Regions from separate parts of the Mus musculus genome. Here all the other regions are linked to region 1. The links are chromatin contacts, called in public HiCAR-type, HiChIP or PLAC-seq and promoter capture Hi-C maps. All regions are on one chromosome and are shown on one strand. The core of a region is the stretch at or near the end of the contact, and the rest is flanking DNA. Distances in the headings are between cores, read along the strand shown.

The links. Promoter capture Hi-C pulls out the DNA fragments that hold promoters and counts their contacts. HiCAR-type assays count read pairs that join an accessible place to other places. HiChIP or PLAC-seq counts read pairs in DNA pulled down with a chosen protein or histone mark.
Region 2: a promoter capture Hi-C map of neural stem cells shows a contact between it and region 1. The contact joins the promoter of Acad9 here to the promoter of Sox2 in region 1. A contact is called at or near these places in 2 of 39 promoter capture datasets (hippocampal neurons and neural stem cells).
Region 3: a contact with region 1 is called in an H3K4me3 HiChIP or PLAC-seq map of embryonic stem cells, with 5 read pairs. The contact joins the promoter of Usp13 here to the promoter of Sox2 in region 1. A contact is called at or near these places in 2 of 39 promoter capture datasets (hippocampal neurons and liver) and 1 of 115 datasets of contacts at active chromatin or transcription factors (embryonic stem cells).
Region 4: a contact with region 1 is called in a HiCAR-type map of astrocytes, with 2.8 times the contacts expected there. The contact joins the promoter of Dcun1d1 here to the promoter of Sox2 in region 1. A contact is called at or near these places in 2 of 115 datasets of contacts at active chromatin or transcription factors (astrocytes and embryonic stem cells).

Annotation. Positions count from the first base shown.
Region 1 is chr3:34,648,663-34,654,798 of GRCm38.p6, forward strand. Sox2 (SRY (sex determining region Y)-box 2) reads left to right here and starts at 1,333. Exons shown (of 1, transcript NM_011443.4): 1 at 1,333-3,799. The coding sequence starts at 1,754. The coding sequence ends at 2,713. Sox2ot (SOX2 overlapping transcript (non-protein coding)) reads left to right here. Exons shown (of 5, transcript NR_015580.2): 4 at 4,516-4,622. RefSeq lists a promoter at 820-1,570 and enhancers at 5,053-5,434, 5,342-5,422.
Region 2 is chr3:36,062,265-36,067,808 of GRCm38.p6, forward strand. It overlaps Acad9 (acyl-Coenzyme A dehydrogenase family, member 9), which reads left to right and starts at 3,715. Exons shown (of 18, transcript NM_172678.4): 1 at 3,715-4,006. The coding sequence starts at 3,845.
Region 3 is chr3:32,814,855-32,820,932 of GRCm38.p6, forward strand. Usp13 (ubiquitin specific peptidase 13 (isopeptidase T-3)) reads left to right here and starts at 2,772. Exons shown (of 21, transcript NM_001013024.2): 1 at 2,772-3,018. The coding sequence starts at 2,857.
Region 4 is chr3:35,928,370-35,934,410 of GRCm38.p6, forward strand. Dcun1d1 (DCN1, defective in cullin neddylation 1, domain containing 1 (S. cerevisiae)) reads right to left here and starts at 4,597. Exons shown (of 7, transcript NM_001205361.1): 1 at 4,416-4,597. The coding sequence starts at 4,418. It overlaps Gm15952 (a long non-coding RNA gene), which reads left to right and starts at 4,709. Exons shown (of 4, transcript XR_880768.3): 1 at 4,709-4,798.

The sequences.
Region 1 (6,136 bases), core at 83-2,582:
GTGGGGCTGTGGCTCTGGGCTTTTTGAGCGCCTGCCGATTGAAATCTTTACGTCTGGACAATGGGAGATCGGCTAAAATTACCCTCTCGGGTCCTGGGCAGGCAAGATTCTTGAACCCCTACCCCCGCCCCCAGCCCATTCTCCCACAGCCTGGGCTTGCTTGGTGCCGGCTCCTCGGGTTCGGCGGGCCTTCTCTCCGCCTGCACCTGCACCTCTGGACCCCGCGCGCTTCCCAGGCCCCGGCGCCTCTCGGCCGGGCCTTCGTGACTACCACCGTGCCTGTCAGCAGGGGCAATGCCGGCTGCGCTGCCCCATCCTGAGAACGCTGCGTGGGAGGGAGTTTGTGAGCGCAGCCCAAATGCCACCTCCGCGCCTCGCGGTGGGATGCCAGGAAGTTGCGTGACCCTCCCCCCATCCCCTGCACTCGGGAGCTTCTTTCCGTTGATGCTTTCGTCCCCAAGGTTTCCTCTGAAACTGCCACCACTAAAAATCCTCTTGTGTCAGGGTTGGGAGTTAGAAAGAGCGGGAGCAGAGTTCCAGCTTTGCCTTTGCACCCTTTGGATGGGGCAGGTTGGTGGAGTAGGGAATTAGGGGTTGAGGACACGTGCTGCGGTTCCTTGAGCCACACCTGAGTCGGCCTAGGAAAAGGCTGGGAACAAGGCCTGGTCCTAGCTCTGCTCTACAGTCAGCTACATGGGCAGAGGACTCGTGTTTGGGAACCGAGCCGATGACACGGAAGCCAGGAGGGCGCTGAGGCCCGAGGCTTGGGTCTAACTTCTCGTCTGTACGGTGAGAAGAGGGGGTGAGTGGGTGCTGGCGACAAGGTTGGAAGAGGGGCTGCGACAGAGCGCAGTGCCGCGGATGAGCGCAGAAACAATGGCACACCACCTCCGGCTCTGCCAGCTTCCTGAAATACTAGTTGGACAGTCGCCCTGAACCACCCATGGGCCTTGCCCCACCCTGGCCCCAGCTTCCCGCGCCCCATCCACCCTTATGTATCCAAGAGAGAGCCAATATTCCGTAGCATGGGGGAAAGGAGCTGTCGTCTTGGTGCTGTTTACCCACTTCCTTCGAACAGGCGTGCGCCGTGACCTGTTGCTGAAAACGGGGGGCGGGGGGGGGGGATACAAAGGTTCCCCAGCGGCCGGCTGCGGGCCCGCCTCCCCCGCGCGGTTCGGGGCACAGCGCTCTGCTGGGCTCGGCTCGGCGGCGCGGCAGGCCCCGCCCCCTTTCATGCAAAACCCTCTGGCGAGGCTGGGCTCGGGCGCAGGAGCCGGCGCTCGCTGATTGGCCGCCGGAAACCCATTTATTCCCTGACAGCCCCCATCACATGGATGGTTGTCTATTAACTTGTTCAAAAAAGTATCAGGAGTTGTCAAGGCAGAGAAGAGAGTGTTTGCAAAAAGGGAAAAGTACTTTGCTGCCTCTTTAAGACTAGGGCTGGGAGAAAGAAGAGGAGAGAGAAAGAAAGGAGAGAAGTTTGGAGCCCGAGGCTTAAGCCTTTCCAAAAACTAATCACAACAATCGCGGCGGCCCGAGGAGGAGAGCGCCTGTTTTTTCATCCCAATTGCACTTCGCCCGTCTCGAGCTCCGCTTCCCCCCAACTATTCTCCGCCAGATCTCCGCGCAGGGCCGTGCACGCCGAGGCCCCCGCCCGCGGCCCCTGCATCCCGGCCCCCGAGCGCGGCCCCCACAGTCCCGGCCGGGCCGAGGGTTGGCGGCCGCCGGCGGGCCGCGCCCGCCCAGCGCCCGCATGTATAACATGATGGAGACGGAGCTGAAGCCGCCGGGCCCGCAGCAAGCTTCGGGGGGCGGCGGCGGAGGAGGCAACGCCACGGCGGCGGCGACCGGCGGCAACCAGAAGAACAGCCCGGACCGCGTCAAGAGGCCCATGAACGCCTTCATGGTATGGTCCCGGGGGCAGCGGCGTAAGATGGCCCAGGAGAACCCCAAGATGCACAACTCGGAGATCAGCAAGCGCCTGGGCGCGGAGTGGAAACTTTTGTCCGAGACCGAGAAGCGGCCGTTCATCGACGAGGCCAAGCGGCTGCGCGCTCTGCACATGAAGGAGCACCCGGATTATAAATACCGGCCGCGGCGGAAAACCAAGACGCTCATGAAGAAGGATAAGTACACGCTTCCCGGAGGCTTGCTGGCCCCCGGCGGGAACAGCATGGCGAGCGGGGTTGGGGTGGGCGCCGGCCTGGGTGCGGGCGTGAACCAGCGCATGGACAGCTACGCGCACATGAACGGCTGGAGCAACGGCAGCTACAGCATGATGCAGGAGCAGCTGGGCTACCCGCAGCACCCGGGCCTCAACGCTCACGGCGCGGCACAGATGCAACCGATGCACCGCTACGACGTCAGCGCCCTGCAGTACAACTCCATGACCAGCTCGCAGACCTACATGAACGGCTCGCCCACCTACAGCATGTCCTACTCGCAGCAGGGCACCCCCGGTATGGCGCTGGGCTCCATGGGCTCTGTGGTCAAGTCCGAGGCCAGCTCCAGCCCCCCCGTGGTTACCTCTTCCTCCCACTCCAGGGCGCCCTGCCAGGCCGGGGACCTCCGGGACATGATCAGCATGTACCTCCCCGGCGCCGAGGTGCCGGAGCCCGCTGCGCCCAGTAGACTGCACATGGCCCAGCACTACCAGAGCGGCCCGGTGCCCGGCACGGCCATTAACGGCACACTGCCCCTGTCGCACATGTGAGGGCTGGACTGCGAACTGGAGAAGGGGAGAGATTTTCAAAGAGATACAAGGGAATTGGGAGGGGTGCAAAAAGAGGAGAGTAGGAAAAATCTGATAATGCTCAAAAGGAAAAAAAATCTCCGCAGCGAAACGACAGCTGCGGAAAAAAACCACCAATCCCATCCAAATTAACGCAAAAACCGTGATGCCGACTAGAAAACTTTTATGAGAGATCTTGGGACTTCTTTTTGGGGGACTATTTTTGTACAGAGAAAACCTGAGGGCGGCGGGGAGGGCGGGGGAATCGGACCATGTATAGATCTGGAGGAAAAAAACTACGCAAAACTTTTTTTTAAAGTTCTAGTGGTACGTTAGGCGCTTCGCAGGGAGTTCGCAAAAGTCTTTACCAGTAATATTTAGAGCTAGACTCCGGGCGATGAAAAAAAAGTTTTAATATTTGCAAGCAACTTTTGTACAGTATTTATCGAGATAAACATGGCAATCAAATGTCCATTGTTTATAAGCTGAGAATTTGCCAATATTTTTCGAGGAAAGGGTTCTTGCTGGGTTTTGATTCTGCAGCTTAAATTTAGGACCGTTACAAACAAGGAAGGAGTTTATTCGGATTTGAACATTTTAGTTTTAAAATTGTACAAAAGGAAAACATGAGAGCAAGTACTGGCAAGACCGTTTTCGTGGTCTTGTTTAAGGCAAACGTTCTAGATTGTACTAAATTTTTAACTTACTGTTAAAGGCAAAAAAAAAATGTCCATGCAGGTTGATATCGTTGGTAATTTATAATAGCTTTTGTTCAATCCTACCCTTTCATTTTGTTCACATAAAAAATATGGAATTACTGTGTTTGAAATATTTTCTTATGGTTTGTAATATTTCTGTAAATTGTGATATTTTAAGGTTTTTCCCCCCTTTTATTTTCCGTAGTTGTATTTTAAAAGATTCGGCTCTGTTATTGGAATCAGGCTGCCGAGAATCCATGTATATATTTGAACTAATACCATCCTTATAACAGCTACATTTTCAACTTAAGTTTTTACTCCATTATGCACAGTTTGAGATAAATAAATTTTTGAAATATGGACACTGAAATTATGCCTGAGTCTTTCATTTCTTTGTGGCTAGCATGCTTATACATAACTTCTTGGGGAACTGGATAACTGTTCAGCCACCAAGATCTTGATGTTACCAGCAATGTCTGTTAGCTTTAACTGCAGAAGAAAAAAATGGCCGAATGATTAATAACGGGGAACTGAAATGCGTTGACATTTCTAGAATAGAAACTAGAAGCATATATTGTAAGTTCACCCCCCTCCTTCCCTGAGCAGCGTGAATAAGCGCGATGTGGGCTTAAGCTCGCTTTAGCACTTGTTGCCAGAACGAGTCAATTCTGAAAATTTTCGTGTAGCTTAGCAGATGAGATACTGCGCCAAATCAGAACCAGGTTGGCTGGGTTGGTTTTCATTTTCTTCACAACACAATGGCCCTTTGAAATGTGGTTTATAGGGGAAAATGATGCTTCTTGTATCGGAATAATTACAAAGTAGACGCGCCGAGCGTTCTGCGGGGTAGGTGGTTGGGTGACTCCTAGCTCTGTCTGCTATTGTGTGAGGAAACAAGTGGTTTTCTGTCTTTGTTTCCTGACTTCATAAACTTTGTCCTCTACGTTTTCCTGTTTGGGGTGAGGGAAAAGAGAAGAGCGGCTTGCAAAATTCCCTTAATTATCATGGACTTTTTATTTATTTATTCCCCCCCCCTTTCTCCCCCACCCCCCCCCCCACTCCGGATTCCACTTCTTAATTTGGCAGCGCGGGTCCAAGCCTGTAGTCCCAAATCGGAAAATCTCTGCAGCTGGTACACGCAAAAGAGAAGCCAGGCAACAGACATATTACAGAAGAAAGCTCTCAACTCCGAGGTAGATATTTCGCATTGTGCGCTCTCATCACATTTGGACATGATTGTGCTTTTGATCTGTTAACTGTTTTACTACAGTAGTAGAGAGAGGGGGAGGAGAGAGGGTGGGGAAAGGAGATTGGATTTGCTGTTTTCTTTTGCTCCAGGAAAAGTAAGAGGCTGGCGACGTCCTCGGTTGGAGCGGAAAAGTTGGGGGAACCGCCGTGGTCTTTAAGTTCAACCAGCGGCTCTAGCGTAGCCGAGGAAGTCGCTGGCCCGCTTTGCTTTTTTTTTTTTTTTTTTTTTTTTTTTTTTTTTTTTTTTTAATTGGCTCCTGGTTTCGGTCATCTTCTATCCAAAGGCACCAAGAACCAGAAATGGGGCGTCCTTGTGAGTTCTGCATTGCTTCTTATTTCTAGAGCGTCCACTAGCTGCATCTCTGCAGAAGTTAGGATCCCGGGGCGCTTTCTGCCCTTCAGCCGAGTACCGGCCGCCGCCAGTTCTCTCAGCCTCTAGGCCTGTGTCGCCTCTTTTGCAAGAAAGTAATTTCTTTCTTAAAGAGCTACTAATAATGTTCTTTGGAGGATTATGAAGGTCCTGTTTTCTGTGTTTATATTTCTTCTCGGTCTTTTCATTTCAGGTGTAGAGTTGGTTGTTTGATTCTTTATTTTCGTTTTTAGGGTAAGGTACTGGGAAGGGACATTTATTCAGTTCCCAGTCCAAGCTAGGCAGGTTCCCCTCTAATTAATGCAGAGACTCTAAAAGAATTTCCCGGGCTCGGGCAGCCATTGTGATGCATATAGGATTATTCACGTGGTAATGAGCACAGTCGACAGTTCTTGCTCACACATAGGAATAAAAGAAACTTTGAATAAAGACCCAAATGACGGGCGTGGGGGGAGAGGGGAGGATATTCCCGGAACTCCAGCCAATGGACAGTATAAAATGTATATGTTTGAAAATTAATATATCTTAGGGGTATATATAAAATTTACAATAATTGACCCGACTCAGCCTCTCAACTTAAAGGAACAAGGAAGGGGCTTGGCATATCTGACCCAAATCAAACACTTTGGGGAGACGCTCAGGTTCAAATATTTTGCAATACAGAAGAGAACTTTTGATAGTTGAACTCATTTTAAGTTATTATCACTGCAAAAAAAGGAGAAGCCCCATTCTTGCTCTTATCCCACCATATCTCCAAACCAAATAATTTAAAAGAAGAGGCCAAACTATTTTGTTTGCAAATATAGATGCTTTGATAAACTGCAGCGCTACCCATTTCATTAGGTAAAACATTCTCAAGATGTGCAATTGCATAACTAGGCCAGAATTAATAAGCAAATAATTTTAAGAATAATTTCATTTTTTTAAGAAAAGAGATAAAGTCATGATTCTACCCAGAGAGGACTTGCTGATGTCGCTGCCTGTGACTTCTTTCCGAGGAATTTTATTCTGGTCAGTGAGGCCTTCATTTTCAGTCAAGAGGGGAATTTAAGTGTTGCTTTGACTTTATACACAGACTAGAAATCTGTA
Region 2 (5,544 bases), core at 2,465-4,964, 1.4 Mb after region 1:
CACTTGGATTTAGAAGGAGTCCCTGTATCTTTTATTCTTTTTCATTTTTATATCAGTAATTTCATATGTTGAGAATGAGTCAGAGGTCTAGCTTGACCATGACTTCATCTGTGTACTGACCCTTTTCTTTGCAAATACAGACTGGTTAGAAACCACAGAATGGGGTCTCCTTGGCTCTCTGAACAATAGGACAGGTGACTTACCAGACATATAAGACATTTTGATAAAACAAACAAACCAACCAACGCATAGTCCCATGGGAGCTGGATGATCACGGAAGTAAACATGTTTGACTGCCCTCTTTTTCTGTCCCTCTGACCACATTGATACAGGAGTCAAAGTATGGCTATTGAACACCCAGAAGTTCAGTTGCACAAGTACTAAAGAATAAATCATGCTTTAAAGTCACTGAAGGAACTGGAGAGGTGGCTCAGCTGTCACATGGACATTTGCTACTCTTGTGTTCAATCTGATTCAATTCCCAGCACCCATCTGGAGGCTCCTCAACCCCAGTTCCAGGAAGTCCAGCATCATTGTCTGGCCTCTCCAAGCCCAGGAAACACATGATGGACATACATACATGTAGGCAATATACTCACACAATAAAACAAAAAGATTTCCCTTTTATTGAAAATAAATTATTTTCTCATAAAATATCCTTTAATTAATCCCCCCTCCCTCCACCCCTCTCTCTCTCCTCCCATTTGAATCCACCCCATTTCTGTCTTTCATTAAAAAGAAGAGGCTTCTATACCCCATTTTTTGATTGGATTGTTTGGGTTTTTTTGTGATTAACTTCTTGAGTTATTTATATATTTTGGACATTAGCCCTTTATCAGATGTGGAGTTAGTGAAGATTTTTTTTCCCAATCTTTAGGTTCCTGATTTGTCTTATTGACCATAAGAAGCTTTCCTTATAGAAGCTTATAGAAGCTTTGACTTATAGAAACATTCCAGTTTCATGAGGTCCCATTTATCAATGACTTTACAGGGCATAGTTCTTTTTGTATCTTCTATCCTCTCTGGCTCTTACACGCTTTATGTTTCCTCTTCTGCAGATTCTCCTGAGCTCTGAAGGGGGGAGGGGCTAATAGAGAAATCACATTTAGAGCTGAGTGTTCCAAGGTCTTTCTCTGCATAATATCTGGCTGTGCATCCCTGTGTTTATTCCCATATACTGCAGGAGGAAGTTTTTCTGATGATGGCTGAATAAGGCACTGATCTATGAGCTTGGCAGAATATCAGTAGGAGTCATTTTATTAGTACTGTGTTTTAAGATCTGTGGTATTTGATTTTACCATAGGTCTCTAGGCTATCTAGTCTCTGATTCTTGGGCAACCAAGCAGTGTTGGGTATGGGTTCTACCTCATAGAGTGGGCCTTGTTCAAATCAGACATTGGTTTGCTACTCCTACTAGTTTGTGCGACCATTGGCTTAGCATATTTTGCAAGGAAGATAACACTGTAGATCAAAGGTTTTGTGGCTATGTTGTTGTATGTGTTTCTCTTTTGGTAGCCTGCAGAGTAACTTTCCATACTCAAGACTTTAGAACATAGGGGTGAAGGTTCTATATTGGCATCCACTAGACCTCCCCAAGTGTGGGTGTTGTCTTCAGCAATGGACTCTTTTTGTCAGTTTGCAGAGAGCAAACTATTGTATTGGCAACAGCCTGGGGTGTTTGGAGCATTTCCATGGAAGCTCTTTGGCCAACAACTCAATTGGGTATAACCCAGGCTTGCTACTGGAAGCTCTGTTTGGTAACGAGAGATGGAGAGTTACCTCCCCATTTTTGGAGACATCATTAAAATCACTTTCATGTATTTTAGTTAGTTCCCACTACATTAGGTGATTTATTCCATGTTCTATTGCTGTGAAGAGACATTGTGATCAAGGTGACTCTTAAGAAAGAAAGCAACACTGGCAGGACACATTCGTGTGAACGGGACTCCTGGGTCACCTGGAGATCTCAGATCGATGGAACAGAGGCTACAGTACTGACGCTAACCTTTCAAGAGGCAGTCTGTGGGCTAGCAAGACGGCTTAGTGAGTGAAGTCGCTTGCCACAAAGCCTGGAGATCCGGGTCCAATACTTGAGAAGCTATCTTCTGACCTCCACACATGTGCCTAGTATACTCTTTCTCTTACACAGATAGATAGATAGATAGATAGATAGATAGATAGATAGATAGATAGATATTTTTTAAGAGGCAGTCTACTAAGATTCAGACTAAGTTAGGGCAAGTAGTTCCTTGGCTCCCATGACTAAAAGGTGGCCTCAATAGCCTGTGAGACACTGACTCAACTGATGCCATCTTAGAGACACCATTTTGACCTTAGAACTCAGTACATAGGCAACAACAATCTGCCAAAACCCTAACCTGCCAAAATAGGAACAAAGACCTAATTCATCAAAGACCTAGTTTATAGTGCCAGGACCTGGGAAAGTCCCTAAACATATTAACCTTGCTTTTTGGCTTCTGTAGTTTCACTTCTCGCTAACTGTTCTTACTTGCTTTTTGTGCATAAAAGGAAAAGAATAGTGAGGCTCTGGGCTACATAGTTTGGGAAGTTCCTTATGCAGTCCCCAGTGGGGCATAAATGCTTTCTATTGGTGTTAAAACTGCATGTATTTTCTGAAGGAGTCATCTTGTAACAGTTGATGCCACACTGGTTCCCTCAGGACAACCTGCCTAGAAATAAAGACAACAGACATATGAATAAACCCTGATGTGAGAGCTGGACCAGTTGGACCAGGCCCTGCCTTGGCTTACTTCCTCAACATAAGATTCATTTTAAAAAAAACAAACAAGGGCTGGAAAGATGGCTCAGCGGTTAAGAGCATTGACTGCTCTTCCAGAGGCCTTGAGTTCAATTCTCAGCAACCACATGGTGGCTCACAACCATCTGTAATGGGATTCATTGCCCTCTTCTGGTGTGTCTGTAGACAGCAATGGTATACTCACATACATAAAATAAATAAATCATAAAAAGAAACAAACAAACAAACATGGTGTTTATAGTTTCATAGGGTAGGTCACCGAGCCAAGGGAAATGCCTTGCCCTGGGAGTGGTGAAGAAAGCAAGTGTCTGAAGACTGTGGCCAATAGGGGCCAGACTAGGGGGGTGCACAACACAGGGAGTGGTAGATTCAAGAAAGGAGGAAACAGCATGCTCTTAGTGCTTCATGCAGTCTCCCATACAAAATGATACCACGCCACTCACATATTTAAGAGAATTAGGCAGAAGTGGGTTAGTAAAATAGGTCCCTTGTCATTTTGTTATACCCATTTAGCAATATTCTAAGTCCTACATTAAGTGAGATGAGAATAACAAAAGTTGTACTTCTAGGTTTATTTGATGAAATCTAATCTGCTCTTTAGAGGATGTGCTGAGAATAGCACACAGGCACAAGAGCTGTGTTTGGGAGCCTGGGTGGTAGTTTTGCAGCTTGACTTTTGAGTATTTTCGTTTTCTTACTGGCAAAAGTATAACAAGAAAGAACACACACACACACACACACACACACACACACACACACACACACACACACTTACTTCCTAGCCTGTTCGGATGAATTTTAAAAAACTACAATTTCTAAATTACATACTCAGACATTACATACAGCAATGCTTGGCGTAGGAGACATTTATTAAACATATTCTGGAACGACCTGTCCAATAGCCTCGCTCAAGGCGGCGCAGCCCTTGCGTCATCAGGAAGTGCGAGCTAGCTTCCGGTTGCAGCGGTGCAGGGTGAGACTTTGGATGCCCGGACGCGGGTGATTGGCGTCATTGGGAGGAGCGGCGGGGCTTCCAGCGACTTGAAGTCTGAAGTCAGGAGCAGCATGTCTGGCTGTGTGCTGCTCTCGCGTGGGGCGACTGCGGCGGCGGCTGCGGCGCGAGCTTCCCGGGTGCTGAGGGAATTCACGGCGAGGCGCCGCCCGCTGCACACCAGCCTGCAGAGCTGCTCGTTCGCCAAGGAGCTCTTCCTGGGCAACATCGAGCAGGTAGGAGGCGAGGCCGGACTGCCCGTGTCCTCTGCTCCCACCTTTCATTCTGGCCAGAGTTGCATGGAACGTTATCCGAGCCCGTAGAAGCCAAACATCCGAGAGGCTGGGCTCGGCGATGTGGCTTAAGTCGTGTCACAGTGGTTTTTGTTTTGGGGCAGGGTCTCATTCAGTAGTAGCCCAGGCTGTCTTTGGACTCGCTCTGTAGCTAGGCATGCCTTGAATACGTGGTCCTCTTGCCTCGGTCCTCAGAGTTGCCCATCCAGCTATTTCTTGTCTTGGAAGTTTGTCTCGTATTGTCTGACTTTATTAAAGTAGAAGTCAACACTTGGGCTGAGTGGCTGCCCTGGTGCAACGTTCAAAGCTAGAACTTTGAAGTGTGGGGACCCTTTTGCCCACATTCTGGCGCAGAGGGTGCCGAGGGACTTGGATTCTTGTGCTTTTCCAAGGCAGGAGGAAGAGCGCAGCCATCATGTATCCCCTTCAGTCTTTAAATCTACCCTTCATCACCCGTGAGCTTTGCTGCCAGTTTTCCATTTCTGTATTTAGTGAGAGTCCCAGTGGTCAGCTCTCCTCCAGATGGTATCTACTTTCTATACTGTTGTGAGCTGTATACCCCTAGCAAAGGCTGGCCTGGTGATTAGAACTCAGCTTTCTCACTATTCAAGGATAATTCTGCATCTTGGACCTGTGCCCTCAGGCTTTGGCCCAGTGGCCAGTGGTTTTCTCCACATTGCTCACTTCTCATTCCCATTCCTACCCCACCCACCATTAGTAACTAATGCAGATATGTACTTAATGTTTGTTCTGAATGCATGTTAGGCCTCAGGTTTCTGAAAAAAAAATTCTTTTCTTTGTATCTCTTTTGTTAGTTCCTTGGTTTCTCAACCTGTAGACCTTGGCCAGTGTCTCTGGTAGCCCAGTTGAAGTCAGAGGCAGTGTCGTTGTTGTTTGTGTTGTTTTGTTCTTCTTCTTTTTAATGTGGAGGTGGCAGGTGTATTGATTGCTTGCTTTTGAGACAGTCTCACTGAGACTTTCTGCCTCTGCCTTCCTTCATGAGAGCTAGATTGAAATTGTATGCCACACCTAGCAATGCTGAATTTTTCTAAAGTTTAAGCCTGTGGGCCTCTCTTTTTATTATGGTCAGCCCCTTGATGACCTAATTCAGTGCCCTAGCTTTAAATGACAACTCTATTCTTACGACTCAGATTTATTTTTTCAACTTGAGTTCTTCCCCTAACTCCAGACTTAGTCTACCTTTCTGCTCTATATCTCCTCTTAGATGTCTAATAAGCATCTTTAATAAGCATATATGATAACCTCTCCTGGATCCCACCCAGTTCTGCTTCTCCCAACAGCCCGTTTACAATAGATAATGGCTACTCTGTGATTCAACTTTTTCAATACATTCTCCAGTGACACCTTTGATTCGTCTTGTTCTCATTGAATCCTATAGTAAGTAAATCTTTGTTTATCTTCAAGTTACATTCATATCTGACCACTTCTAACTTCACTGCTACTTCCTGGATTGAGCAAAC
Region 3 (6,078 bases), core at 1,522-4,021, 1.8 Mb before region 1:
GAGATGTCATCTGGCATGTCACTGGCATTCTGCTATGCAGATAGGTTTTCCATGTATCTGTATCGACACATGATATTTATGTATATGTAAATGTATGTGTGTTTATATCTTTGCACTCTTGGTGCACACCCATTAGCTCTCTGGAAGGCCATAGGTGGGACCTGAAGTCATTGCAGACCCCAGACTAGTTGTCCTTGCTTCAGTAAGCCTCTTTGACTCTGGTGTGTTCTACAAATATCTCTTCCGGTCATTTGTTTTGTTTTGAGATGGATTCTCTTTGGAGCTCAGAGTGGCTTGGAATTCACTGTGTAGCTAATGCTGGCCTTGAATTTATGGTATCTTCAACCTCTAACTGCTGGGATTCCAGGTGTGCAATACTACTGGTTCACAGTCCATCACTTTAGTCTGTGTTGTTCTATGAGAAGGGTTGGTATGCAATGCAGTAACCTAGCAATAGCCTTCAACTTCTGTACTGACTATTGAACCTGAGATGTTTTTATAACGGAATTAGTTAATTCTTGTTATGTGTGTGTGTGTTGCTACTTTGTGTATGTAGCAGTCAGAAGACAACTTTACAGAGTTGATTCTGTTTCTACCTTTATGTGGGTTCGGGGCACTGAACTTGGGTCATTAGGCTTAAGCAGCATGCACCTTTACCGCTGAGCAATCAATCTCACTGTACCCAATAAATAGATTGAAATAGGGTATCGGGCTCAAGGCTATAATCTCAGCTACTGGGAACACCGAGGCAGGTGCGTGGCAAGTTCAAGGCCAGTCTGGACAACACAGTTTTAAAAGGTGTGGGGACATAGCTCAGAGGCAGAGTATTTGAATTATTGTTTCCCCAATAGTAGCAAGCTCTCGGTTTCAATCAGACAAGCAAAGGGAAACAAAACTATTGGAACCACATAGAAAAGTAAAGGATGGTAAGGAGTCCCCTTGACTTCATGCTTTCTGTTTCTCTCAACAATCTTGACAATTATATAGCTTGCACATTTTCTAAGAGACATATGGGGGCCAAAAGGCATGCACACAAGTGTGTATAGGACCCTCTCAAGGACTGGAAGGAAGGCCCACCAGGACACAGTAGCTGGCCAACCTCACGCACATTCCTGGCTTTCACGCACAGAATTACTTTCTGTTTCCATCTAGTAATGTGGCTGATGACAGTGCAGAGTGACCTCATTGCTTTTAGAGGTGCTCTACAGTAACTGCTTCCCAGTGAGGGATCTTTTCTTAGCTCCCAGTGTCCTGTTATATACCATGCTCCAACAAGTAGCCTACCAAGATGGAATTTAAATGTGGTGTAAGTATCACCCAGGATACCCCTTGGAAAACAATATATACATATAAAATTAAGATCAGTGTTACTAAATTTCCTTCCAGAATGCACAGGCCTGAAATCCAGCAGTGGGGAACCAAATGGGGGTGATGGGTTGGACTGGGGCAGGGGGATCACCAGGAGTCAACATCAACTTGGGATTCAAAGTGACAAAAATAAAAGTAAACACCCTTTCAGAGATGTGCAGTTTTTGTTCCCACCAACAATGTGTTTGAGGGTGTTTCTCAAGCCTGGACTAATTTGATAGATCTTTTATCAGCTGCCAGATGAGAAACAAATCTCACCGATTTGACTTTTTGTTTAATTCGAGATTGGATATTAAGCTTTCAACATTTTAAATCAACTTTCTTTCTGTAGCCAGTTTGTGAACAGGCAGAGATCCTACTAGATAGGGAGGAAGCCAAGTGTAATGTGTGTAATTCTTTGCTCTGAAGCAATGTGAGGCAGAGACATTTAGTGACATCACCAGCGACTTTCAGGATAGTCTTATCTGGAGAGACTTACAGAATGCTTTGGATCTGCACCTTCTCGCTGTCACGAAGAGCTATGCCCTGGTAGTAGGATACACATAGTTAGGGAACCTCAGTGGAATAGCCGATGTAGGATGGGTGGGTATTTACTTATTTATTTTAAAGACAGCATCTCATGTAGCTAAGCCAAGGCTAATTTTGAGCTCCTGTACCTGTTTCCACCTCCTCATTCCATGGGTTATTTATTTATTTACTTTTTTTTTTTTAAGAAGATGATAGACATGAGAGTATACGTCACGAACACGCTCTATTTGCATATTATTAAGCCCCCCCCCCCATTATTTTATTTTGAAGAATCCACAAGCAAGGGCAGAACATGAATCCTCAAATCAGGCTACCGAATGTTCGAGAAGGGCCTTGAGTCATAGGACGGCATTGTAAAGATGGAGAAAAATAGACATCCTTATCTGGTTGTGTGGGGGAGGGGGTAGAATTCCTACAGTCTACCCTTGCAACATATAGGGAAACATACCTCTTCCTTCTCCAGGCCTCGATGGAGTCTAGTATCTTTTACAGAGCTTTGCATGTTTAAAAAAAGTGAGAAGTAAGAATCTAAGAGAAGGCGACTCCTGAGTCCCACCCACCCCTTTCCGATCTATGGGGAGGTCGCGCTGTGCACCGCTTTTTTGTGCGGGCTTCCCAGGACCTGATCCTGGGCAGTTGGGGATTACATCCCCGAGGGGCCATGGCGGGTCGGGAGGCGTGCGTGGGGACCCGGGGCCTCCCTGGTTCCCACTCCTGCGTCCCCGCCCTCGCGGCATCCCCCTCCCCGGCGCTGCGGCTGGCGCGCGCCCCGCCTGACGCTGCAGCTGGGCCGGCGACTCGCCATTGGATTAAAAATAGCAGCTCCCGCCCGCCGGCCGGCCGGGGCAGAGGCCGAGCCTCCCGAGCCTAAACTGATCCTCAGCCCGCGCGACCGCCGCGTCCAGGTCCTGTTCTCCCGCTGCGCCGCGCTCCTCCCCAGGCCCGCTGCGCTCCGCGGTCATGCAGCGCCGGGGCGCCCTGTTCAGCGTGCCGGGCGGCGGCGGGAAGATGGCTGCAGGGGACCTGGGCGAGCTGCTGGTGCCTCATATGCCCACGATCCGCGTGCCCAGGTCGGGGGACCGCGTCTACAAGAACGAGTGCGCCTTCTCCTACGACTCCCCGGTAAGGAAGATCCACGGCGCAGTTGCGCAGCCAGCCTGGGAAACGGGGTGGCGCACAGGGCAGGGGACCCGATGAGCTGCGGGCCCGGGACTTTTTCCTCCTCCTGCTGCCTCTCCTCCAGCTTTGGCTCCCTGGCACCAAGTGAGCGCCTCCAGGCTGCTGCGGACGAAGACTGGGTTCCCTGGGCCCTTCGCTCCGCTAGCCTGTGGCTAGGATGCCAGGGCCCCAGTCGTCAGTATTCTGCCCAAAGCCCCAGTATCGAGAAAGGCAAGCAAGAGTTAGTCCAGGGTTCTGAGCTGTTCTCGCGGGCGACAGAGGGTGGGGACGTGGTAGGTGAGAGTCCCCTAGCCCGCGGCACGCTCAGTCTCTCTCTCTCTCTCTCTCTCTCTCTCTCTCTCTCTCTCTCTCTCTCTCTCTCTCCTTTCTCTCCCTCTCCTAGAAGCCTTTTTTTTTTTTTTTTTTTTTTTTTTTTGCCCAGGGTTTCCCACTGCGGGACAATGCTGATGGACTCTGAGCTCGCCTCTCTCTCCATTTCCCATCCCATTCCTTTCTGGCTATTGTCAGGTCCGGTGGTCCCATTAGGGCAGCAGAAATAAGGGGTCTGCCGCTGGCTTATTATGGCTCCCTAAAGCCTTACTCAAATCTTTCCCTTCTAAGTGAGTCACTGGGCTGACGTGCGCTATGTGAATTATTAAAAGTTCACTCCTGATTCGTGACCCCGCAGGAGGAGGGGAAGTTAAGAGACATCCTGGCCTTCCACCAGGGAGGCTGGGGGAGGTTTCCAACCCGGTGGGTTGTGAGGTTGTGGAAGCTTGCGAGGCAGAGGCAGGGTGAAATGCCCCCTACAGTAGTCAAAATGGGCTTCAAAGTGACTCAGCTGTCTGGCGGCTATCTGCCTTTTTGAGGACCAGGTTATTTTTATCCTTCCACTTTGGATCTCATATGTCACCCAGCAGATCTTGGGGCATCGTGAGGTGCATGGGTTGGAGGGAGAGACAGGTTTCACAGAGGTTGTACAACATATATAGTTATTAGGGGCTTCGACCCTAAAAGAGAGGCAAAACCTCAGAAGTTTCTTTTCTTTTGTTTCTTTTTCCTTTTCTTGTCTGGGGTTGGTTGGCTTGGGATGGTTAGTGAAGCTTGTTTTGTTTGGTATTTCATTGTGGTTCTGGCGTTATCCTCTTCTCTGGGATTGTTTAGTTTTTCTCTTATGCTATTCCGGTTGATCTGGGGATCAAACCTAACTAATTTGTTAATTATTTATTTTTCATATCTTTAAAAAAGACCCGGGTAGAGTGGAATGAAAGATTACATTTAACAGTTGGCACGCTTTGAACACATTACTCCCGGTGACTGTCAGCACGCCATTGCATCCCATCCCCTACAACACTCTTGGAAAGACCGTTTTCAGGTTGTGTGGACCCTGTTGGGTAGGCTACATGAACCCCCTCCCCCAGGGTGGGGCATGGCTAGTGTCTTAAGCTGTGGACAGACTACAGACACTGGAAGGTGGCTTAACTCCTCAGGACACATGTACTGGCTAGTTTTGTGTCAACTTGACACAGGCTGGAGTTATCATAAGAAAAGGAGCTCCAGTTGAGGAAATGCCTCCATGAGTTCAACTGTAAGGCATTTTCTCAATTAGTGATCAAGGGGGAGAGGCCCCTCGTGGGTGGAACCATCTCTGGGCTGGTAGTCTTGGATTCTATAAGAGAGCAAGATAAGCAAGCAGGGGAAGCAAGCCAGTAAGGAACATCCCTCCATGTCCTCTGCATCAGCTCCTGCTTTCTGACCTGCTTGAGTTCCAGTCCTGACTTCCTTTGGTGATGAACAGCAGTATGGAAGTGTAAGCCGAATAAACCCTTTCCTCCCCAACTTGCTTCTTGGTCATGATGTTTGTGCAGGAATAGAAACCCTGACTAAGACAACACATAAAATGGCTTTCTCTATGGTGAACTGGTTGCTTCTCAAGCTTTGCTGGTAGACTGGTACTGGAGAGCAGGGGTGAGGACAAGTCGCTTGTTGAAACCGGTTTCCACAGATAGGCTCTGGGTCTCCATGTGCCAGTCAGTGCTCTAGAGGCTTCTTGTCCATGTACGTGATGAGTTCATGCGTGTTGCCATGTTCCTTGGGGGAGACTGGTTCTGCTTACAGGCTATGAATCATCCTATTTCATTATCTGTATTTCCGGGAAGATGACGAGGGTTTATAACCGATCATTTAAAGCATGGTGCCTGATAATGAGAAGTTTTTTCTTGGGGGACTTCAGCAGTTCACTGAGGATCCAGTGTTTTTTTTTTTTTTTTTTTTTTTTTTTTTTTTTTTGAGCACCTAACTTAGTGCCAGCTCACACATGTGAGAAACACAGTTGGATGGTGTCAAACAGAGCAAAGACTTTTGTTCATATGTGTTGTGGGGCTTTGTGGGGAAGGTCAAAAACAGTTACATTGGGGTGGGGGTGAGGGTAGACATCCTCCTTTCCGATTGTTTTGAAAAGGCTCATAGCTAAAGGTGATAGAAGATATTAGAATGGGTGGATATTCTAAGGGAGAGGAGTTATATGGTCCAATACGCAAAGCACAAATATCTCCTTCTTGTGTGCCTATAATGTATTGCAAAACAAAAAGGCCGATTTGGCAGAGTGTGGTAGTTTTCTAGCTGCTAACATAAAATCCCTACAGGAACAGCCACCAAGAGACAAAATTTAAGTTGGCACGTACAGTGCAGTCCATGTTAGAGGGGAGGGAATGGTGGAACAGTTAGTAGTGTGCGGCCACTTAAGGAAGCAGAAGGCTCAGGTCAACATGAGAAGCAGATATAGCCCCCAGTGACCCATTTCTGCTAGGCAGACTACACCAAAGGTTCTGTTACCCCACCTTTTAACAGTACTACCACCTGGGGCACAGCACAGGGTGGGGTGGGCAACAGGGATGGACTCAAATCATAGCAGCAAATAAGATGCAACTTCAGAACCAAGAAAGGAGTAGAAAGAGGATCTTGAATTCCGAAAAAGTACTTGAATATATAAATATATATATAAATCAATTATACATATATATG
Region 4 (6,041 bases), core at 3,347-5,846, 1.3 Mb after region 1:
TCAGGCCCATAAGTGGTAAATAAAAATTAAAATGCAGCAACCTAAAAAGGAGGTAAGTAGTATATACTTCAACTGATCACTGTGCTCAATGGTGAGGGATTCAAAAGTGTAACTCAATATTTTTTTTTTTTTTTTTTTTTAGAAAATTACTGTTCAAAAGTAAATCTCTTAAATTTTTACAATGCAGACCCACAATTTTAAAACATTTTACAAATATATTGAAAATGGCTTTGGGGTGCTTTCTCTTGGCTGAGGAGTATGAACCTTAAGTAGTGTGTCAAAGCAATCACTTAGCCACCCAGGGACTTGTTTCTGTCCACACACCAACTGAATCCCACTTGGTACTGTTTCTCTTCATCAACTGTCATGGCCGACACCACCGTGGCCCCAACACTACATAGTGAGTGCTATTTATTTATGTTTTGATTTGTTGTTGTTCGTTTGTTTGCTTGCTTTGAGGGTAGGGTCTTACTATATAGCCCTGGCTGTCTCCGAACTCATTATGTTGCCAGGCTGGCCTTGAACTCCCACTAGTGATCCTCCTGTTTCACCTCCCTGCATGCTGCCATTACAAGTATGCATCATCATGCCCAGCACTGAACATCTTGTCCTTTAAAAAGAGACTTTCCTGGGGCTGGGGCTGGGGCTGGGGCTGGGGCTGGGGCTGGGGCCGGGCCTGGGGCCGGGGCTGTAGGCAATGGTAGAATACTTGTTTACCATGCACGAGCCTTAGCACCTCAAAAGCTGTGTGTGAAAAGGGCTTCCCTTGATTTGTCTTTATATATGCCCCAACCTAAAAGACCCAAATAAAAAGACACTAGACTCAAGTGAGTCCTGCTCTTTTGCAACTTAAAAAGAAAAAACAACCCACACTCAGTTTATTTACAATGTTTTTCACCATATACCAAAAGCTTTAGTTTTCAATTACATATTTAATATTTATATCAGGACATTTGATTTAAAATAGAAGCAACTAGGTTGTATTCAATGTAAGAAACTAGAGTCAGACTAGCCAGAGATTCCATATCAGTAGTGAAATATTGCTTGCTTTTTGTAAAACGGGGGGGGGGGGGGGTGAGAACTAGAGGAGGAATCAAGTATGGAGTTAAGGACCCTGTGTGTAGTCTCTTTTCTTTCCTATCCCAGCTCTTCTCCTTGCTCACATCGCTAAGAACCACCAAGACATTTGCAGCTCTGCTGACAGGAGGTGGTGATGCTGCCTACTCCACAGTGGGAGTAGGATACATCGTTATCAGCTGTCAGACTAGCAGGCACTATGTTCTCACAATCTCAATTTCTTCTCTCCTTAAAAGCCAAGTTTTCTGCACACAGTCACTGATGTACCAAATCACCAAAACATCCAACAATTTAAGAAAATGGTTTTTTAATTACCCCTAGAACAGCTAGAGGGAAATGGTGTGTTACCATTATATTGTGAAACAGAATTCAAAACTCTGTATACATAGCCCACATTAAAAATACCCAAACTTTAATGAGAGTCTTGTAAGTAAAAGACTGCCTTAAAATGACTATCATATTGTAACAGGATACCTGAGACAAAGAAAAGCTGCCATACCGCTCAGAGTTTACCACGCAGTGCTTCCTGTCTCTGAAAAACTCTGGTATCTTTCCAATGTTCACCAGGCAAAGCACAACCTATTACTTCCCGTCTTTACTCTAGTGACCTCTTCAACTCATGCCACACACTGCTCTCTGGCTACCAGCCTCACAAAAGCTCTTTCCGTCTTCTTCGACTCCCGATTTGCTCAGGTGTTATCTATCAGTCCTGCAAACACGATTTTGTTATTTTGTATCCACACTTCCACCACCTGGCCCTAGTACTCCCGTGATCATCCCCTTCCCTTGATACTGTCTCGCCCCCATAACATGTAACACCCAACTGTAGGGAAAGAAATATATACAATGTTTATTTTTTGACTTTCCTAGATTTCTGTCTGACTTTTCCAGGTTTCTGTCTGATCCATACAGATATATCTCACAGTGTGAGATACATGGCAGATACCTAATGAATAGTAAAAGCAATCAGACCTTCTTTTAACTTTACTTGTGGATATACGGAGGATACGCAACAAATCCTAAAAGACAACCCAGGACAGATTTACACATTGCATTTTAGGGCCTGCTATTTGCAGAAAATATAAGTATACATTTCAAAGTCTACACATTTTAAATTCATTAAGGCAGTAATTAGCAACCCATTATTTTTAATTCTGCTACTTAACGTAGTTACTATACTAGTTATTTTCCTTTTTATTATAATTTAATCTTTAATTCAATTTTCAACCATTCTTCTAAAGTTCACGAGATTTTTAAAGACTTATTTATATGTACCACAAATACCAAGAAAGGATAGACTGGGAGAAAATAGTTATATTTTTGAACCATCTTATAAACCTGAACCTCCAAACCTTCTGGAGCCTCAATGTCTACTTCTGTAAAGGGGGAGGAAACATATCAAGTGATCTAAGACACTGTAGGTCTAAAGGCTTATGTAATTTATAAAAATCTAATAAATTACAGCATCTGCATATATCTTACACATTTAAAAAAATCATTGGAATCATAAAATTATTAAACATGGTAGAACTTTAGAAGTTAACAAACCCTGTCCTGACATCTAATAAATAAGGGGGAAAAACTCAGATGTTTTGAATACTTCTTAAAATACACTTGCCTATCAAGCATGAAACCCTGCCTAGGTTTGATCCCAGCCCTGGGCTATTTTTGGTCTCTGTGTGAGTATGAGAGGTAGGTAGCTTGTGGGGTTTTTTTCCCTCCCCCTTATAAAAATAAGTGAGATAATCTATTATTATGTCTTTCCTAAAACGGACAATAATTTGTGTTGTAGAAATTAGTTGTGGTACACATACCAAAAACAAAACTCCTAACAGTCTTACCAAACCATTTTATAACGTCTAGGAAAACAACTATAAATTTATAATGAAATATTTTTACTATAAGATTCTTATGGACCCATATTGACTTTCTAAACTAACAAGATCATACCTAGACTGTACATGTGACAGAAAATGAGTAAAGGCATAGAAAGTGCCTTAAGTTAAGGACATCTTAACAACCAGGAACCACAACCAGTACGATTGCATGACGTATGGCTAAGCTCCAAAATGAGCTGATTTAATATTAACCAAAGGAACAGAAGGCTACAAGTCCTAACCCTAGCTCTCACTGAAACGGCATGAATCCTATATTCCTAATGAGCACTGGCAGGCACTGGGTTCGAGGGCAGGTGTCTGATGTGGACTGTGGGAAACTGCATACATACTCGTGATGAATGTCCATCAGAGACGCGCACTCTATTATTTTAGCCTGCTGAAAGCACCCCAGTAAGAGAGTGGAAACTCTTGGGGGTTCAGGAGTAATATCCAAGGCCTGTTCAAATAATTAAAGGAGAACCTGCAAACTCTCTCTTGGGTCTCTGAACTTTTACTGTACTCTCAATCCAAACACTAACCGGAACTTCCTTACAAATATAAAGTTTTACGAACGTAAGCACAGAAGAGAAATCTTGACTCTGTTGGGACCTAAACACATAATCAACACATGACACCAAGGCTGGGGCCATATAAGTGTCACTGAGCGAAAATCAACCCCCCACGACTCAAGACTGGGCATACACCCTCCCCAAAGAAGCCTTTCAGCTCTCCGGAGCGAAGGACCTCATCACTTTTACTCTTCTCCCAGCAGCCAGCCGGGAACTTCAACAAGGTGTGACTGTATACTTCCAAACTGAAAAGCAGTGACCAGCAGCGCCAGGTACTTAATGACAAAGGACTCAGCTCACCACAGCGTCTTCCAGCTTCCGTGACTTTTTCTCACCCAAACAAAAACCAGGAGAGGAGCAACTTGACAAACTGTTTCTTAAGAATCACAAATGGTCCCTAACTGCTATAATAAAGCAATTACTCCTCCCACCCCAAGCACATAGAGCAGGCGCTCGGAAGGCAGCAGGTCTCGGGTCCCCCGGCTGCACTTCCGTCCGCAGCCCGGAGCCTCCCAGTCCCCTCGCAGGGACCGAGCCTCAGCCGAGCCGCCCCAACTCCCGGGCGCCTGGCGCCTGGCGCCAGCGCGGACCAGCAAGGCCGACGCCGGCTCGCCAGGGCCGCCAGCACCGAGGGGCCCGGCCGGGACCAGGCAGCGCCAGGCCCGCTGCCCAGGCGCCGCCTGGCCGCACAATGGGGCGCGGGCCGTCCCCCAACGCCTCCGCGCCCGGCCCCGCTCCGGCGACTAGGCCCCGCCGCGCTCCGCTGCCGGGCCCTCGCGTAGCGGCGGCGCCGGGGAGGGACGGGCCGAGCTGGGCGCCGGCTGAGCAGCGGTAGCGGAGCGCGGCGGGGCCGGGGGCCCGGGCCGGGCGGCACGGCGCCGCGGTTCCTCACCATGTTGGTGTCCTCCGGACCTCTCCCCTCCTCCTCCGGCTCCGCAGCGAATGGACGGCGGCGGCGGCGGCGGCGCCTCTCACGGGCTCGCCGGGCTCCCGCTCATGCGCAGTGCGGCGGCCCGCGGAGCGGCCGGGCCGCGGGAGGCGGAGGGCGCGGGCCCCGGGGTGGGCGGCCTGGCCTGCCGGCATCCGTGGCACGAGCGGCCGGGCGACCCGGCAGCCCGGGCTGCGGACACACGCTGAGACCCGCGCGGCGGGCGGCCGCGGGCACAGTGAGGACGAAGCGCCGGGGCCCTGCCTGCGCCCCCACTCAGGGCGCCCTCGTCACGGCCGCGTCCTGTCCTCCGTGCGCTCCTAATAGCTCCACGTCAGAGTTCCCAGGTAAGTTTTTGGAAGAATCCGGGAGACTATTGCGCCTAGAGCCACTGTCATGCCTGGTGGACGGGCCAAGCTTGACCTAGCCTGCCTGCTGAGCTGTGGGCCAGAAGACAAGTGTGTGCTGCAAGGAGAAGGAAATACAGTACTCCCTGCAGAGAGAGGAAATAAAACAAAGGTACGGCACATAGAAAAAGCTGTCCAAGATTGCCCAGGTTTATATATGTCATCCGCATCTTCATCACCAAACGTGGGTCTCCCTTTACCACCGGCAAATACCACCAGATCACCCCTAGAAGCTAACAATCTTAAAGTTTCTGTTAAAACAACTGTTGTCACTCCTCCTCGGAGCTTCCTGCTACTGCTTAGAACTAGCCACGTGGTGGGGGCTCCCAGAGCCCTGCAGAGGCAGATCTTTGGCACTGCAGACCTGTTGTCACCCATTCATTCTTTACACCATCAATGCGAGTGTGTGTGTGTACGCGCGCGCGCGTGTGCGTGTGTGTGCGCTGATGTGGCATCTTCTCGCCAGGCCCTAAGAAAATACCAAGTAGCAAGGGTGAAACTAGATCACACTTGTGGTTATTCTCTAGGAACTCAGCCTAGCAACTTAAAATATTAACGAAGAGGACTCAGTCTCTTGCTACACTTCATTAGACTATTGCAACAATAGCTTGTAGGTTTTCTTAAAGCTCTTTTTTTCCTAAGTGCCAACTCCAAGGGGTGATTCTTAGTTCCACTTGACCTCTTTCTCTCCTGAATTTGAACACGTCCTCCTAGAATTCCCATAATTTTTCATGACTTGATTTATTTATAGTCTCCCCTTCACTTACCATTCTTCTTTGCTAGCTAACTCTGGCTTTTCAGTGGTGGGCTTTCCAGAACCATCCCTGAATCTCTTCATATATTCCTTTTTCCTAGACCCTGCCCATATCCCAGTGAGTCCAAAATCTTATCTAAAGCTCGGCAGCGGCATGCCCTAAGCACAAATTCTGCTCATCCCACAGACCCCCCCAAAGCTCTACAAAGCCAAAATCTTATCCCTAAACCTGCATTCCCCTGCTTTTTCATCACATAAGCTAAATATCAGAACTGCCCATCTCCCTTAGTCTAAGCTCGCCGAGTTCATCATCTGAGTAAACCCGAATTCTTCCCCTGCCCTTTAATAGGGTTCATCTCTCATTGGGACCCTCCTTTCTCCATCCCCTTTTGAGATGGAGTTTCTTTATGTTGCCCAGGCTAACAGCCA